Regions from separate parts of the Canis lupus genome. Here all the other regions are linked to region 3. Evidence: chromatin contacts called from public Hi-C data. All regions are on one chromosome and are shown on one strand. Each heading gives the region's core, a stretch centred on a gene start, on an enhancer-like site or on the middle of the called end of the contact. The rest is flanking DNA. Distances are from core to core; before and after follow the strand shown.

Evidence for each region. Hi-C and Micro-C count contacts between places; a contact is called where the count stands out from the background.
Region 1: a contact with region 3 is called in a Hi-C map of blood, with 5 times the contacts expected there. The contact joins the promoter of RTCB here to the promoter of PWP1 in region 3. A contact is called at or near these places in 4 of 9 Hi-C or Micro-C datasets (amygdala and blood).
Region 2: a contact with region 3 is called in a Hi-C map of blood, with 8 times the contacts expected there. The contact joins the promoter of FBXO7 here to the promoter of PWP1 in region 3. A contact is called at or near these places in 3 of 9 Hi-C or Micro-C datasets (blood and skin fibroblasts).

Annotation. Positions count from the first base shown.
Region 1 is chr10:32,066,823-32,070,255 of UU_Cfam_GSD_1.0, reverse strand. It overlaps RTCB (RNA-splicing ligase RtcB homolog), which reads right to left and starts at 1,607. Exons shown (of 12, transcript XM_038550762.1): 1 at 1,419-1,607. The coding sequence starts at 1,511. It overlaps BPIFC (BPI fold-containing family C protein), which reads right to left. Exons shown (of 18, transcript XM_038550757.1): 18 at 3,121-3,433.
Region 2 is chr10:32,005,349-32,008,786 of UU_Cfam_GSD_1.0, reverse strand. It overlaps FBXO7 (F-box only protein 7), which reads left to right and starts at 1,790. Exons shown (of 9, transcript XM_038550750.1): 1 at 1,790-2,119. The coding sequence starts at 1,998. It overlaps BPIFC (BPI fold-containing family C protein), which reads right to left and starts at 1,841. Exons shown (of 18, transcript XM_038550757.1): 1 at 1,720-1,841.
Region 3 is chr10:32,205,374-32,208,991 of UU_Cfam_GSD_1.0, reverse strand. It overlaps PWP1 (periodic tryptophan protein 1 homolog), which reads left to right and starts at 2,180. Exons shown (of 15, transcript XM_038550768.1): 1 at 2,180-2,410. The coding sequence starts at 2,339.

The DNA of each region.
Region 1 (3,433 bases), core at 358-2,857, 140 kb after region 3:
GAAACACAAAGACGACATCAAGTTGGGAAGTGAGTGTTTTGGGGAAGAAGTTTTAGTGCAGACTGTGCGTCTTACGCGAGGAATGGAGATGAAGACAGAAAGATACCATGTCACTGTGAAATTCACTCATCTCATGAGAATGGGAATACAACAGAGGTAATAAGGCATAAAGGTGACTTTTTAAGAGCAGCATATCAAGACTTCAACTCTCCACTCTTAGGGAAGTGGTAGTAATGTGTCTTACAAATGGTTAAACCAGAACTGCCTAGCAAAACAAGACTTGCTCCGAGGCAGGATCAGCAACAGTGCGTCTATCAAACGTTAGGCCAGAACCGCTGCCAGACCTTGACGGTGCGTCATCAGGACCACCACGGCCTGGTTTCTCCTGCTCCTCCATTCAGGGAGCCAGAGTCCACATACAGAAACCGGCTAAATGGGAAACAGCAAAAAGGAGCCTTATGTCTGTGGCCCTTTCTTCTCGGTGTCTAGCTCTGCTCATGGGCGACACTCAGTTAAGTTTCGATACTGAGTAAACGAGTAGAGTCGTTGTCAGGAACTTTTACCAAGGACACAGAGCCACAAACCTCCCATACCCGGACAGGGCACCTTAAGAGACTTCAAAGACCTATTTAACAACATATGCACCCAAACCTGACTTTTTCCTTCACTTTCGCGGAACAGGCACAAGTGGCAGGGAGCCCGGGCGGCGGTGAGCCCAGGCTTTCGCACCCCCTGGTACGGACGGAGTTCCCAGGTCTCCGTCGGGAACGCATCATTCTGTCCGAGGAGGACCAGTAACCGTAACGCAGGTGTCGGGTAGGGGCTGAGCCGCTACTAACCGGGCGGAAGCTGCGCTCCCGACCCAGCCCTAGCCGGGGGACTATCACCCGAGACACGAGCCACCCTGCCCTGTGAACTTTCTCGACGCTGCGAGACCCAAACACGCCTTAGCAGGCGGCGGCCGCTAACAACTGCCTCAGCGAACCGAGGTCCGTGCGCGCCGCGCAGAAGGCCCGCGAGACTCGGGAGCGGAGCTCCAGGCCGGCAACTCCGCCCTGGGCTGGCTGTGCCACCGAGGAAAGGGGGGAAAAAAAAAAAAAAAAAAGGGACACTGGCGTCCCCTAAAGCTCGGGAGCGTCGGGTCCTACGGTGCGTTTTCGAGACTTCCATGACAAAGCGCCTTACAAGCGCCGATGTGGCGACCCCTAGGGCTTCCCCGGGGACGTCCCGCTCTGCCGGGAGGTGGGGCCGGCCGGGGTGCGGGCGACGGCGGTCCCGCGCGAACGCGGGGTGGGGGGGGCCTAGGAGGCGGGGCGGGGGGGGCGGGGGGGCGAGGGGGCGGGGGTCGGGACGAGGGGGAGGCGCCGCGGGCCCCCAGGCGGGAAGGCCTCGCCAACGGCTCCCGTTCCCCGCCTCACCTGCATGTTGGGCACGAAGCCCTTCTTGATTCTCCAGCAGTTTTTATTGATCTTCTCCAAGAACTGTAGCTCATCATTATAGCTGCGACTCATGGCGGCGACAAGGCTGACGAGAACTCCCGGCTCCGCTTCGAAGAGCCGCTGCCGCGCTGTCCCGCGGCCGGAAGCACCGCCCTCCGGAGCCCGACGCGCAGGCGCGGCCAGCTCCGCCGCAGGCTGGGCGACGGCGAGCGCCGAGGCTCGAAACTCGTAGCGCCAAATCGCTTTTCTCTCGTTAACTTAGACTGCCCTCTAGTGTGCACCTTTCCGGATATTGACGGGTCCTTTCCTTCCCGGCTGAAAGCTAAGCCTGAAGGCAGTCATTTTTAGTGAGATGTAGTCATCCTTCGTTTTGGGAGTGCTTTTCAGCGCTGGAAGAATGCGGATCAGGCCCGAGCGCTGTAGTGAATATCTGCTGGGTGTTTACGTCCGCAGCAGCGAGGGGGGAGCTGTCTGCAGCCGAGAAGCATGTTCCTGGAAATCCGTAATGCCTGAGAATGAATCTGTGGGTGCACCTTCAATAAGTCTCTGTCATTCCAAAGAACGAAAGTGACAGTTTATCATTGAGTCCGGCGAGCGCCGCTGCGGTGGTTAGTACGGCCGCGCGTGCGCGGGGAAGGCGAACGGAGCGCAGCCGGCCCGGCCCCCGCGCCCCCCGCGCCCCCGCGCCCCCCGCGCCCCCCGCGCCCCCCGCGCCCCCCGCACCGCCTCCCGGGGTCCCAAGGGCCCTGTGCTCACGCTCTTTATGCGCACGTCTCTTGCTCACACTAGAAGGGGATTTTGACGTGCTTGTTGCGGCCTCTAGTCCTTCCTCATGCAAATAGCGGCGACTTTGGACTTGGGAAGACCTGGATTCAGATTCTACCTCTGCCTTGCACGCAGAGGCTGCTTTACCAGCCCTGTAGGATTCATCCCTCGTCACCTCTGTTCCCTCGTCTGTGAAATGGGACCACAGTTCTTCCGAGTGTCTGTGGGCATTGAGTGGGTGGCAGTGTGGAGTAACCAGTGCGGGGCTTGGCCCTGCAGGAACCCGCCGTCTTCCACTCGCTCCTAGATTGTCAGCTCCGGGGAGATGAAGCGGTGGGTTCTAGTCATTCTTACATTATCCATGGGGGTGCCCCTTGCCTCCTCTTCTGACCCCATTTCACCCCAATGATTAGGTATATTGCCAACTACAAATGATCTAGGCTTAGGACTCTGCACTGTCATTTCATTTCATCTGGGAGGGAAAATCCTAAAACTTAAAGAAGTGGTATAACTTCCAGAGCTTCCTGTGACCACTATTTCTTACCAGAAACATCCAAGAGACAGGGTGTTCCTTTTTAAATCGAGCCTTGAAGTCTGCACACCCTCACTTTTTGTCAACTTGGTTAAAGATGTTAAATTGGGCAGCCCAGGTGGCTCAGCGGTTTAGTGCCACCTTCGGCCCAGGGCCTGGTCCTGGAGTCTCTCGGGATCGAGTCCCACGTCAGGCTCCCTGCATGGAGCCTGCTTCTCCCTCTGCCTGTGTCTCTGCCTCTTTCTCTCTCTCTCTGGGAGTCTGTCATGAATAAATAAATGAAAAATCTTAAAAAAAATAAAGATGCTAAATTCTCTCATCTTTATTTTATTAAAAAAAAAATCCAGGGCAGATAAGTTTTCAAATAAAAAGACAAGGTTGGCATTGATAGAAAACAAGTTTAATTAAATACAAGGGGCAGTAGCTGTAAATATAAAACATAAAATCCAAAAAGCAGGGAAGTGGGGGAAACCCTGGGTTGCTAGGAGATCTAAAGGGAGTTCCTCCAGAAACATTCATGCAAACCTGTATTCAGAGTTTCTCCTGCACCTGTTCAGAGGCATATGCCTCACTCTTGGCCCCGGCACCTTATAAACACAGGAAACACACAATGTGCATCCGAACATAAACACACATTGAAACACCCACCCCTCCACACACCCACAGACACACACCCTGATTTAGCTCTTTAATTCAG
Region 2 (3,438 bases), core at 541-3,040, 200 kb after region 3:
TCCCTCAATTAGATGCCCCCTATGAGCCTTTGATTTAGAAGTAAGGTGAGAAAATAGGCTCTTTTGGAAGCTTGGCATTTTGTTGGTGCAGGAGGCTGTAACAACTTGTGGCATTTGAAGGTGGCAGCCATTCTGCAGTGGTTGTCAGGGTGACAGCAGTGTCATCCTGGGGCGGGGTGCGGCAGCAGCAGCAGCTGCAATCCCAATCAGTCATAGTAGTTTCCTCACCAGGCCAGTTCTTCAGCGTGGTTCTGAGTTTCACTTCTGGAATTAGCCCGGAACCACTTCTTTAGTCCTTCACAGAATTCCCGGAGCTATCCGGTATCCTTTTTAACATGTTCCCTGTTAGTCAGCCAGACTCAATCTCTATTGCTCAGAACCAAGAAACCTGATAAAGAATCCCCTGCTTAAAACTCTGCATTGGCTTCCCATACATTCTAGAATGTGTCTCAAATCCTTTGCTTAGCTCAAAGCTTTATCTGGAAAAGTACCCACTCTGTCCTTCCCTCTGGTCACACTGAGCCACCCTGCTCCTACCAGCCTTCCTTAATCTCATATTGCTTGCCACTAAAGAATTTAGGGGCACAATCACTCTTCTGTATGTACCCCACCCCTCGGGATTGTTCTTTATAATAAAAAAAATCATTACACTCTACTACAAGAGTTGATTCATTCAACTGTAAACTCTGCACTCATTCTTTGAGTCCCCAGGCACCTGGAATAATACCTGGCCCAAAGTAGGTGTTGATGCCTGTTTGAAGATCAGGACGTGGACAAGTACTGCCACCTACTGGGAGAAACTTCATTCAACTCTAATAATGATTTGGACAATGGCTAGCATACAAGGATGAAATCTGACCATTCCCTAAGTTATCATCATTGTTGTCCGACTCCCCAGGATAGGGTTCTCCCAGGCGGCTCCCAGTGATCCCTGTCCAGTGCTATTCATGCCCTTGGGTTGATCCTCCCACACTGAAGGGTTGGCTCTAATGACAGAAGTGGTGGTGCCTGCCTTCCGAGGCTAGAGCACAAAAGACATCGCAGCTCCTGCTTTGGTCGTTCCGGGACCACGTGTTAGGAGGGAGGCCAGATGCCGTGTCGCGGGGACACTCCATTGGCCCTACGGAGGGGTCCACGCCGTGGAAACCAGGCCTCCCGCCCACAGTCGGGGGAGCTCTCCTGCAAGCAGGTTCTCCAGCCTGAGTCAAGGCTTCAGGTAACTGCAGCCCCGGCCTACATCTTGCCTGGAATCTCTAGAGACCAAGACAGACCCACCCACCCAGCCGTGCCCATACAGAACCTCTGGGACAATTAATATTCGTAGTTTTAGGCTGCGAAGCTTTGGGGTGATTGCTGAGCGACACACTACTCCTCTCGTCTCCGACACAGATCAGGGGACCACAAGCTGTTTCATATTTTGCTGTTCCACGAGGAGACGGGCAGAGCCTGGGCTGCACCGCAGGCTTCTCAGAGCCGAGGCCTGCGGCTGGAGCTGAGCGCCGCGGAGCGCAGGCGGCACGAGCCCGGCACGCCCGGGCCCGCAGAGCGGCGAGTCACGCACCCCGCAGCCGCGCCCTCGACGGAACGTCCTCCGCGGCCGCCTGGGAGGAGCCGGCACAGCCCTGGCCACGAAGGGGCCGCGCCGCCCCCGCCCCCGCCCCGCCCAGGCCCCGGCCCCGCCCCCGGCCCCGCCCCCGCCCCGCGTGGCGGCCGCGGCACCTGCGCACTGCGAGCCTCTCACGCCCAGGCGGCGCCGTTGCGCGCCGAGTCATCGATCGCAGAACGCCGAGCCGCGGGGCTGGGCGGGGGCCGCCCGCCACCCGCCCGCCCGCGGGGTGGCTCCAGGGGGCGCCCTCACGCGAGGGGCAGGCGCTCCTGTTCCAGAGACCGGCCGGCAGGGGCCGTGGCGGGGCCTTCTCTCCGCTCCTCCTCGGCACCCTCGCGGCTCCGGTAGTCGCCCCCGCCCCCCCCGGGCCCCCGGGCCTCCGGCCGCCGCCATGAAGCTGCGGGTGCGGCTCCAGAAGCGGACCTGGCCGCTGGATCTGCCCGACGCCGAGCCGACGCTGGGCCAGCTGCGCGCGCACCTGAGCCAGGCCCTGCTGCCCTCCTGGGGCTTCGGGTAGGCGGCCGGGCGGGGCGCGGGGGCGCGGGGGGGCGCGGGGGGCTCCCCGCCTGCTGCGGGCGGTCACGTGAGGCGGGGCGGCGGGGCGGCGGGGGTAGGGCCCCGGGACTGTGACGCGCGGAGGCCCGGGCGGCGCGGGCGCTAGCGCTGCGGCTCGGCGGCCCCCGGCTTGCGGCCGACATGGCCCGGCGTCCCGGGGACCCGGTCCCCCTGCAGGGTGAGCCGTCGCCTTCGTTTCTGCCGCAGGGGAAGCCGGGGACCGGCCGGGGCGGGCGCGGGGGTTCGGCTCCGGGGGGACTTTCCCGGGCTCGGTGGGGTCGCAGGTCACCGTCCCCGGCGGTCGCAGGGTTCCGGGGAACACGTCGGGAAAGTTCCAGAAGTTAGGGACCGGCCCGCGCTCCGAGGCCGCCGTGAGCGGGCTGGAGGCTGCGCCGGGCGGTGCGCGGCCCGCGGCGGGACCCGGTTCAGGGTGTGGGTGCTGCGGTGCTTCTGGTTCCCCGGCCGAGCTGTTGCTTTTTTGCTAAAACTAAGGTAAACGTGGGTCTTGGGGTGACCCTGGAGGGCTTGCGGTTTGGGGGCAGTGACGTTGAGAAATCAAGGACCGGAATCCGCTATTAATTTAATGGGGCTGCAAATGAGACTTCGTTTCCACCGAGTGTTTTCCGGGGATGACAGTCTGGGGGCCGAGGGACAAAGCTAGGGGTGGGCCTCTTCGCGAACTGAGCGAGCGAATTGGGCGTTTGAGCGTGCTGAGGAAACAAGGGTAGTCGCTGGGGCTTTCTAGGTGAATTCTTCAAAAGGAAACCTTTCTGTTAATTAAGCGGATTTTTTTTTTTTAAGATTTTATTTATTCATGAGACACAGGCAGAGGGAGAAGCAGGGTCCCTGCGGGGAGCCGGGTGCGGTACTGATCCGGGCACCCCGAGATCACCAGCTGGGCCCCCCCCCCCCAGGTGCCCCTAAGTGGGTCCTTTTTCTGAGACTTTTATAGATTTTGACTTTATTTTTAGGGAATAGAATAAAATGAGGCCATGTTATGAACTTGTCACCTTTCATTTTTCATTTTCATTTACTATATTAAAAGTAAGCCTGTTTTTTCTCCAAATCAAAAATGAGATTTGAACTGTTGAGTGTTGTATTAAGTGACACGCCTATTGTTATTTCCTGGTGGTAAGCCTAAGCATTTTGTATGTTAATGTCATCACCCCACCAGAAATCTCAAAAGGACCTTCTTTTTAAAATATTTTTTCATATGTATGTATGTGTATTTCATTAATATTTTTTTTTTTTTAATTAAGGGCACTCCTGAAAGGACT
Region 3 (3,618 bases), core at 931-3,430:
GCAAGGCTTGAACTCACAACCTTGAGATCAAGACCTGAACCGAGATGAAGAATCAGATGCTTAACCAACTAAGCCACCCAGGCACCCCTCAGCTCAGAGCACCTAGCATGAGTATTTCAGAAAAAAGGGGAGGGGGGGGACAAAACCTGCATCCTGTTTGTGGCCTAACCTTGGAAGTGTCACTTCTGTTGTACTCTATGAGTCAAAGTCGTCATAAACGCCTCCAGAATCAAGGTGAGGGGTGGGCAGAATTAGACTCCGTGCTTTGATGATAGAGTATCAAAATCTCACATGGAAGAAAAACTTGTGTGAAGGAAGATAATTGTTGCATCCACTTCTGGAAAAATACAATCTGCCACATTACCTTTCTTTTTTTTTTTTTTTTTTTTTTTTTTTTTTTTTTTTTTTTTTTTTAAAGATTTTATTTATTTATTTATTCATGAAAGACTGAGAGACAGAGAGAGCCAGAAACAAAGGCAGAGGGAGAAGCAGGCTCCATGCACCGGGAGCCCGATGTGGGATTCGATCCCGGGTCTCCAGGATCGCGCCCTGGGCCAAAGGCAGGCGCCAAACCGCTGCGCCACCCAGGGATCCCCTGCCACATTACCTTTCTAAATGAGCCAAAAGCAAAGAAACCACAGAAGAATCGGTTTACAGAAATAGCACTGGAAGCGGTCTTCATGAACTCATCATCTGCCTGCCCTCAGAGTGAGATTCACTCCTGAGAGGATCCCTCCTCAGGCTGGTAGAGCCCAAGGGGATTCGGCCAAGTGGGGAGAGACCATGGTGCCTGGTTGGAGTTCTGCAGTTTCCACCCACGGGCGATCTCAGGGTAGTAAGGCTAGTGACCGCGAACTTCACCTTAAAAATGGAGGTAATTCTTGATGTCTCATCAGTGTTGTTTTGAGAACCATGTAAAATATTTTACGTGAAGACAGATCTGTTGCAAAAATGTCCATGAGTTGACCCCACGGGTGGACAGCCCACTTTGGCGATGCAACAGGGGCAGACCATATACTTCCCATTGTAGCCACTCTCCTGGTTTTGCTTCCCTATCTGAGGTAGGAGAGCCCGATGGAAGCTCAGAGGGGGCAGATGAGCTAGACAGAGCCACACAGCCAAGAAGGAAGTCAAACCCAGATGCGAAGACTTGCCACTCTGCAGTCCCCTCTAGCCACGGACACTTCCTGGAATAGGTGACTCTGACCTTAGCTGAGGAGCGCGGCACAGGTAACAAGGGGTCTCTAGGGTCACACCGCCAGGGGTCGCGTCCTAGCGGCACCATCACCGGCTGTGGGACCCCTGTGTGTAAGAGGGGAGTAGGACCCCCAGGGTACCGGGGCGGCTCAGCGGTTGGGCGTCTGCCCTCGGCCCAGGGCGTGACCCCGGGGTCCCGGGACCGAGTCCCGCATCGGGCTCCGCAGGGACCCTGCTCCTCCCTCCGCCTGTGTCGCTGCCTGTGTGTCTCATGAATAAATAAAAATGTTTAAAAATTAAAAAAAAAAAAAAAGACTTCCCACACAGGCTTAAGAAGTAACCAAGCTAACATAAGGCATTTAGATCGTAGCTGGCGCATACTAAGCCCTTTGCAGCTGCTACAGCCCCTCGTGCGCACTTAGGTTCATAATCCGTGCTACGTGCTTCACGGTGAGGAAGTCACACCCAAGAATGTAGTGAAATGTAACGGCGGAGGTGTCGCCCTGGGAGGACAAGTCCACTCGGGAGAAAGCTTTAAAAGGAGAAAACCACAAGCCACCATTTGTCAGTGAAAAGCCTATGGAACTGCAGGCGCAGGGACGCCCGCGTGGCTCAGTGGTCGAGCGCCTGCCTTTGGCTCAGGGCGTGCTCCCAGGGTCCCGGGATCGAGCCCCACGTCGGGCTCCCTGCATGGAGCCTGCTTCTCCCTCGGCCTGTGTCTCTGCTTCTCTCTCTCTTTCATGAATAAATAAAATCTTAAAAAAAAAAAAAAGAAAAAGGAACTGCAGGCAAAGTGAAAGTCTCTGACCCCGACGGCTCCAGTTTTACCTGCGGCCTCCGCGTAGCCCGCAGAGACCGTCACAGGAGTGACGTCGTCAAGAGCCCACCCGCGTCACTCACGTCCTGGACGCCGCGCCCAGCCGCTGCCGCAGCCGCTTCCGCTTCCGCTTCCAGCCCTTTCCGCGGCGCCGCGGAATGACGTCAGAAGCGGGCGCGGACGCGCAGAAACGCCGGCGTGCGCGTGTGCTGTGTGCGGGCCGCGGCGCAGGGCTGTCAGCGACGGCGACGGCCGCGGGGCGGCGGGGGTCCCAGTGCTGCTGGGGCCGAGTCTGTAGCGCGAGGCGTCCCTGAGGTGAGGACCATGAACCGCAGTCGCCAGGTGACGTGCGTGGCCTGGGTCCGCTGCGGCGTGGCCAAAGAGACGCCGGACAAGGTGAGGCCCGGTCGCCGGGAGGGAAGGGGAGCGGCCTCTTCGCGGCATCCTCGTCCAGGCCCGCCTGGAGAACCTGGGCCCCCTCCACGCGGCCGGGCCTGGCGGGCGTGACGGCCCGGGTGTGGTGAGGGGGGCCGCGCGCCCTCTCGGTCCCTACCCCCCGAATTCGCGCGCACGTGGCCTTGGCGGCGGGAGGGGGCGGGGTGCTGCCCAGAGTGGGAAATCCGCAGCCCCTTCTTGACGGCCCCGAAGCTTCACACGCAGCCCAGGGCGTGTCCAGGCACAGCGAGAAGAGGGAGCTCGTGTGTGAAACCAGCGTCCACTCATGGGCTCGGAGTCCGGAGGAGCAGGATGGGAGCTGCGGTGTAGAAAACTGCTGTGGAGACCATGATGTCCTGAGGCTGGGAGTTGAATAGTAATGTCTCGCGGGGATCCAAGTGAGATGTTGATGTGGCATTGGGGGATGAGAGGTAAACATGGCACATCGTGAAGGAAAAACCTGCAGAAGTTCGACAACGAGTCCAGAGGAGAGATGAAGATTACTTAAGTTGTTCACCTGATCTTTACTCAGGGCTTTCTATGTTTGCAGCATTGTTCAGGGTCTAGGGCTAGGCATAAAAACAAAACTTCCCTGCCTGTATGGAGTCGACATGTATGTAGATGTCAGTGGGAGTAAATGCTATGAATGAAAGGGGGGCCTTGAAACGTGATAGGAATGTAAGTATCGGGAGGTGAAGTTAACAGGAATGAGGGATTGGCAGAGCCCTTGAAGGTTTAGCTTCCACCAGGGCACGCAGACTGTGCTTGTTTTTTGGGTTTTGGTGGGGTATTTTTTTAAGGTTTTTATGTATTCACGAGAGAGAAGAGAGAGGGGCAGAGATGCAGGGAGAGGGAGAAGCAGGCTCCCTGGGGGATCCCCATGCAGGACTCGATCCCAGGACCCCGGGATCACGCCCTGAGCCAAAGGCAGATGCTCAGCCACTGAGTCACCCAGGTGCCCCTGGGCTTATTTTATTCACCATTTTCTCTGGTGTTCGGCTCCAGTAGATACTCAATGCATATATATAGAGAGAGAATAGTGCCAGGAAATTATCTCATTAGAAATTAATTATTGATTAAAAAGAGACAAGGGGAGCCCTGGTGGCAGAGCGGTTTAGCGCCACCTGCAGCCCGGGGCATGATCCTGGAGACCTGGGATGGAGTCCCAC